2 separate regions of the Zea mays genome follow, and region 2 is linked to region 1. The links are chromatin contacts, called in public Hi-C maps. All regions are on one chromosome and are shown on one strand. The core of a region is the stretch at or near the end of the contact, and the rest is flanking DNA. Distances in the headings are between cores, read along the strand shown. Region 1 holds the start of LOC100279825 (DNA-directed RNA polymerase I subunit 1). Region 2 has its middle 29 kb from the start of LOC103634617.

Region 1 (3,255 bases), core at 367-2,866:
TGAGGACAAAGTGCACATAAAAGGCCCGTGTTGGTCTGTAGGGACCATATATGATCCAAGAGAGCTGTCAGGAGTAAGTACTGTCGGTCCGAGAGTGGACGGGGTGTTACATGTTCGTGGGTGCACCGGACAATCCGGTGCACATCAGGCACTCTAGCCTGCAACAGTAACATGATCATCTAATTGGTTACCTTCCTTTTCAGGTCGGCACCAGACTGTCCGGTGACTCTCTCGACCGTTGTCGTACTAACGTGGCCGACGACTATTACGGTGTCGATCGTTGGCGCGGGCGAAGAGCCGTTGGCTGCCTGACCCACTAGACATGTCCGGTGCACATCAGATTGTCCGGTGAATTTTAGCCAGCATGCCCGAGCAAAAACCCAAGAGCAGCCAGTTGGGCGAGCTGACCAGGCCAGCACCAGACATGTCTGATGCACACCGGACTGTCTGTGATGCCCAGTTTTCCACAACTTTGGTTCTTTGAGCCAAACTTCTTCACTTCTTTTGACTCTTTTTGTGATGATTCCTAGCACTTAAACAAATATAGTTAGCAACAAAACAATTGACTAAGAGCTAGAATAATACCTTTAACACTTCATTTCATAATGGTTTGCAATATGCTCAAACTAAGTCCAAATGCCACTTTACTTGCACAAAGAAGTTAGTAGCCAAACAAAGGCACAAGAAACATGGACTTCACATCTTCAATTGCTTGATCTAACTCATGCTCATATGAAGAATGTTAGTCCATAGTGGTGTGTTGGTTAGCTAATCACCAAAACAACTTAGAAATGGCCCAAGGGTGCCGGCTTACTATTGGATCTGGAACCCACGAGCTCACCATGTGCCCGCCATTAGGAGTCGCAGGCCACCGAGAGTCACACCGTAGGCCTTGCGGGAGGGGAGCAAGGATGGTTGGGTGGGAGTCCTAATAACGACAAGTGCGGCTGGGTGGGAGGTTGGGAGCTGGATGGGAATCCTGAGTCCTGATGAGTGCAAGTGTGCGGATGGGTGATGAGTGCAAGTGTGCGGATGGGTGAGAGGCTGGGAGCTGGGTGGGAGGGAGTGAACCCCTATTTTCATATATTTTCTAAGATAGGTCCACATATCAGATTCATGGAGCGGGTTTATCGAATATGCAGGTGTGGATACTATTTTTTCTTGCCACTAAAAAAATATCCTCTAGGTCTATTATTATATCCTTATCCCTATCCGCGGATATAAAATTACCCGTATCCGCATCCATTAGGTTTATTATCCGCAAACACACGGATATTTCATGCCAATTGTCATATCTAACTGTATGTTCTACAATGGGGCGCCTGTAAGGACGCCTCATGCTCTAGTTTTGAGTATTATTGTAGAAAAATCATTTCGTATAAGTAAAATAACTCTTATCTTAAAGCCATTAAGCTATAACTATAAACCCTCGGCCCCCCATTGAGCCATAAGTTCATTAACCGTAAACCCTCGGCCCACGTCCGCTGTCTCTTTCGGCGATCTCCCGCTGTCCCGCATGAAACAACACTGCTCCCTCCCCCGGCGGATTGGCCCATCTAAGTACATTAAGCCCATTAGCCCAATAGGTCATATTTCTTTAATACGCTCTCACACTCCCAGCCTGGCATCTTCCCTCTCCACGCCACACGCACGGCTCCATCCTTCTGTCCACGCTCGCGCCGCCAGGGCGCTCGAGCTCGCCGTCGTCATCTCGTCGGGCCGCCGCCTCGCAGCTTCGCCCGCGGCTCTGGTCCGCGCCCCGCCAAGGCCCAGCCCCAAGCTGCCAGCGGCCTCCGGCGTTGCTCGCCGCTCACTGCGCGCCGTCTCGCGCTCTCGCGCCCTCGCCCAGTCCTGCTCTCCCTTCGTCGCTCCGCGGCTCCGCCGGCGTCTGGGCATCCGGCCTTCGGGCTTTGGTGGCGCCCCCCACCGGCCACCGGCCCACCCCAGCGGGCAGCGGCCACTGCAACTCTGCGGCTCTGCCAGGAACAAGGAGGAACAGTGGCGATTCTGCCAGGGACAGGGAGGAGCAGTGGCAGACAACGTCCTTCCTTTTGTTTGGCCCGGGGCTTCGGAATTATCTGGAGCCGCTACTGCCCCCAGCGTTCGGACTCCCGGGTCGCAGGCAGCCACGTCTCGTCCTGGCTCTGGGCTCGCCGCGCTATCGTCTCGGCCATTCGCTCCGACGTCCGTATTCAATAGATTTGCCCTACTCGTGACCACGAGAATCCGGCGAGGAGGGAGACCGCTCGTGCGGAGTCTATAATGGCTGACGGGCAGCATATTCAGGTTGGTGTCTGGTTCCCCCAGCTGTGAACCTCGTGTTTTTGATAACCTCCTGATTGTTCTCCTAGTATGTTGTTGTCTTCTGTTTAGCTGAGTAAGTTTTCGTCCATGATCCACTTGACACTAGCTCTATAATTTAGTGAGCAGTAGCAGGTAGAAAACTTTGTCAAATGAACGTGCTCGGCAATACAAACACCTATTAACTGTCAGGTTGTTAATTCATATGTAACTTGACAATTGACAAATAAACTTTACGTGATGCATTGCTCTGAAGTTATACTCCACACCAGGTGACTGAAATCTTATATCAACAAGTTACCAAAATTTTACCAAAAAATATACTAGAAATTGAGACTGGGTTGGGGATTTGGGGTTAAGGCCATCTCCAGCAGACCGTGTAAACGGTCGTGCAAAGTATTGTTTTGTACTGTAGATTGCACTGTTTACAGAGTGGAGTTTGAAATAGAAATGAGATAAGGAATAGGATAGAGAGTCTGGACATAGTCTATTTACCTGTTCTGGCAGCTGTAGAAGGAGATCCGGGAAGGTGTTCTGGCAGTGAGTGGTGGGTAGGAAGATTTGAGGTGCCGCCTGCCAAAATTGTAGAGGCTGGCCGGTGGGCATGGAGGTGGCAGGTGGACGACGGGGAGGTTTGGGTCACTGGACTTGAAGAACATTTCTGAGCAGTCGGAGAGGACATAGGAAGCATGCACGGAGGAGGAAGGCGCTGGAGCCTGGTGGGAGGTAGTGGAGCGATAGTAGGCGTGGAGCGTCTGCATGTGGTGCACCAGTGTTGTGTTGAATGGTGAGCAGATAAGAAGAGGAAAAGAAGGCACATGATCTGGACCATTAGAGTTGGATTGGGCAAACCAAATTTCAGTCAGCCGTTATGCAGATAGACCCATATGTTCTCCACTGTATATGATGTGTAGGCTTGTAGTGATCTTGTCGTCTTACCCTGTGTTACATTCA
Region 2 (3,255 bases), core at 422-2,921, 250 kb before region 1:
CGCCCATCAGGCCTTTGCAGCTTTGTGCTGATGGGGGTTACCAGCTGAGATTAGGAGTCTTGGGGGTACCCCTAATTATGGTCCCCGACAAAGAGTCTAACCAACTCAAAGTGATGTCTGGAGATCACGCCAAGAGGGAGATCATGACCGGTGATAAGCCCACGGGCTCAGGGAGGACCTTCTCAAGGGAGTCCAGCAACAAGTATAAGGAGGAATCCTCTTCCTCCATCAAGTCACATTGGAGAGGTGACAAGAAGAAGAAGATGAAGAAAGTGGACTACTACGTGACCGACTCTTCGTCACCCTCCACGTTCGGCACCGAGTCATCGACTACTTCTAAGCGCCATGAGCACAAGAAGTATAGTAAGATGCCCCTACGCTATCCCCGTACTTCAAAGCGCGATCCATTACTTTTCATACCCCTGGGCAAACCACCATATTTTGATGGTGAAGATTATTCTATGTGGAGTGATAAAATGAGGCACCATCTAACCTCACTCCACGAAAGTATTTCGGATATTGTTAAGTTTGGAGCGCAGACACCAAAGGTATGGGACGAGGACTACGACTTGAACGAGGCCGCCCAAATTAGGCACTTCAACTCACAAGCAACTTCTATACTCCTCGCCTCTTTATGTCGAGAGGAGTATAATAAGGTGCAAGGGTTGAAGAACGCCAAAGAAATTTGGGACGTCCTCAAAACCGCGCACGAAGGGGATGAGGTGACCAAGATCACCAAGCGCAAAACGATCGTGGGAGAACTCGGTTGATTCGTCCTCAATAAAGGGGAAGAGCCGCAAGCCATGTACAACCGGCTCAAGATAATGGCCAATCAAGTGCGCAACCTCGGGAGCACCAAGTGGGATGACCATGAGATGGTCAAGGTTATTCTTAGATCACTTGTTTTTCGTAATCCCACTCAAGTGCAACTAATCCGTGGAGACCCTAGATATAAACAGATGTCTCCCAAGGAAGTGATTGGCAAGTTTGTGAGCTTTGAACTTATGATCAAAGACTCCAAACATATTGTCAACTTGGAGCAAAAAGAGGCACCTCTACACCCGAGGTGCAACCCGTTGCATTCAAAGCAACGGAAGAAAAGAAGGAGGAGTCTACACCAAGTTGGCTTCCAATCGACACCTCCAAGCTTGACAACGAGGAAATGTCGCTCATCATCAAGAGCTTCCGCCAAATCCTCAAGCAAAGGAGGGGGAAGGACTACAAGCCCCTGTAACACCCTGATTTTGGGGGTATAAAATTTCTTTTCTAATATTCACCAAATTCAGGTGTTACCCTCTCCTTTCTTTGATTTACTTCTATTTTTTTAAATATTGAGGAGTTATTTTGTACTATATAAGTATTAATCGTAGTATGTTCAAAACCCTAGGGGAAATTATTATGATTGCATCACATGCTGGAGCACTTAATTTTGTATGATGTTTTGAGTTGTTGTGCCTGCAGTTAAACTCACGAAACATGATGATTTTGAATTTAAAAGCTAGGGCTAAATTCAAAATAGAAAGGAGAAGATAAAAAAGAGAAAGGGAAAAGCCCATCCTAGCCTCCCCTAACCGGCTTGCTTCTCCCTCCCTCTCCTGGGCTGGCGCGAATGCAGCCCAACGGTCTCCCCTAGCAGCCTGCGTGCGCGGCCCACCTTCCCGGCCCACGCCGCGCTGCTTATCTCGGCCCACTGCGACTCCCGCTCAACCACGCGGCCCAGCGCCCCATCGCACCCTCCCACCTAGCCGCCGCCGTCATCGCGCATGGCAGCATGCGCAGATGTGTGCGCACCCAGAGCCTCTCGCTCGCTCACACCAACTGCAACCGCTGTCTCGCGCAAGCCACTCAGCCGTGCATGCCGCACACCCAAGCTGCCCCACTCGCATGCGAGGGCGTTCCTAGGTGCCGCGCGAGCAGATTTGTCAACTGCTCCATCCTCCTCTCCCTACCTCGCCATAGGGTTGAAAACCGACGAAAAAAATCCCGTCCCGACCCGTACCATTTTCTACATTTGACCCGACCGTTTACGTATTTACGGAAAAATATGGAAACAGGACGGAAACGGGAGAGGGCTTATTCCGTCCGTTTTTGCGGGATCCCGTTTTTTTCCGGATTGAACCCGTATTTATTTCGTATTTGACAAATATGGGATGAGCATAATATGCATTAGTATATAAACTAAATCCTCGTGTATTTAGGTGACAAATTATAGCACAATTGGCCATTGTAACCACCGACTCTTTTCAAATGACAAGTGATCTAAAGTCTTAAACAACATCGGATGTAGCTAAATGTACACATTTAGCAACCAAACAACAATAGAATGTTGCCTCTCTATATCTATTTGGTTTATGTTATTGTTCTGCCAATCAATCACTAGTCAAACATCAATAACATTTCTATTTGTATTAAATTATGAGTTTCCGTTAGTATTTCTGTTTCTGTTCGTTTTCGCAATTCCGTTTATCCCGCTCCCGTTTCCGTTCCCGACTATTTCGGACCCGATCCTGTTTTCGATGATAAAATGCGGATACGGAAACGAGAGAGGAGTTTTCCCGTCCATTTCCGTCCGTTTTCATCCCTACCTCGCCATCGTGCAGTAGCCGCGCTGAGCTCATCCTGCCGTCGACGATCACCGCGAGCCGGTGAGTCTCTCCTTCTCCCTCCCTCCCCTCGGCGTCCTCTCCCCTTGGCGTGCTGCGCAGCAGGAGCCCCGTGCGCCGCGTGCCCGTCGAGCCACGCGTTCAGCGCCCTCGTCATCGCGCCCCACCGTCGTCTTCAACCCGGCACGGCCAGCGCAGCCTGTGCATTCCGTCTCGGCCCTTGCGCGACCCCGGTGCAACAGTCTCGCCGTCATCGTGCCTCGCCATGAGCTTGTCTCGCCGTCTGTCGTGCGTTCGGACCTCGCTGTCGCATCCCCGTCGAGCCCCCTTCGTTCGAGCTCGCCCCAAGGTCTGCGTCTACCCTTCTCTCTCTCTCCTCGTCTATCCCTGCGTAGAGATGTTGTCGCCTCGCTGTTTCGCGCGGTCGCGCGCGTTATTAAATCCATTTCGACCCATTTGTGTTGTGTTAGCTTCATTATAACTTCACCTACGCGTTAAAAATATTATTCACCACGTCGTATGTTTTAAGTAATTAAGTAAGCATTTGTTTAATCAATATTAAATTAATTTAGCTTGCTAGGTAAACCTAGTTATAGTTTTTAACTATTGCTTTTACAAATATAAATGTTGACATGATTTATACTAACTTAAA

What was found. A called contact is a pair of places that touch in the nucleus more often than the background predicts.
Region 2: a contact with region 1 is called in a Hi-C map of ear, with 8 times the contacts expected there. The contact joins the enhancer-like site here to the promoter of LOC100279825 in region 1. A contact is called at or near these places in 8 of 25 Hi-C or Micro-C datasets (ear, leaf, tassel and 1 more).

What each region holds. Positions count from the first base shown.
Region 1 is chr1:55,849,134-55,852,388 of Zm-B73-REFERENCE-NAM-5.0, reverse strand. It overlaps LOC100279825 (DNA-directed RNA polymerase I subunit 1), which reads left to right and starts at 1,616. Exons shown (of 21, transcript XM_008657145.3): 1 at 1,616-2,286. The coding sequence starts at 2,263.
Region 2 is chr1:56,096,562-56,099,816 of Zm-B73-REFERENCE-NAM-5.0, reverse strand. No RefSeq gene overlaps it. Among protein-coding and RNA genes, the nearest start is that of LOC103634617, 29 kb to the left of the region's middle. Within about 2 kb of position 1,671, at least 17 of the 20 cell types and tissues checked have an H3K27ac peak or open chromatin away from gene starts, as enhancers often do. A contact at or near this core is called in ear, leaf and tassel, where this site is marked.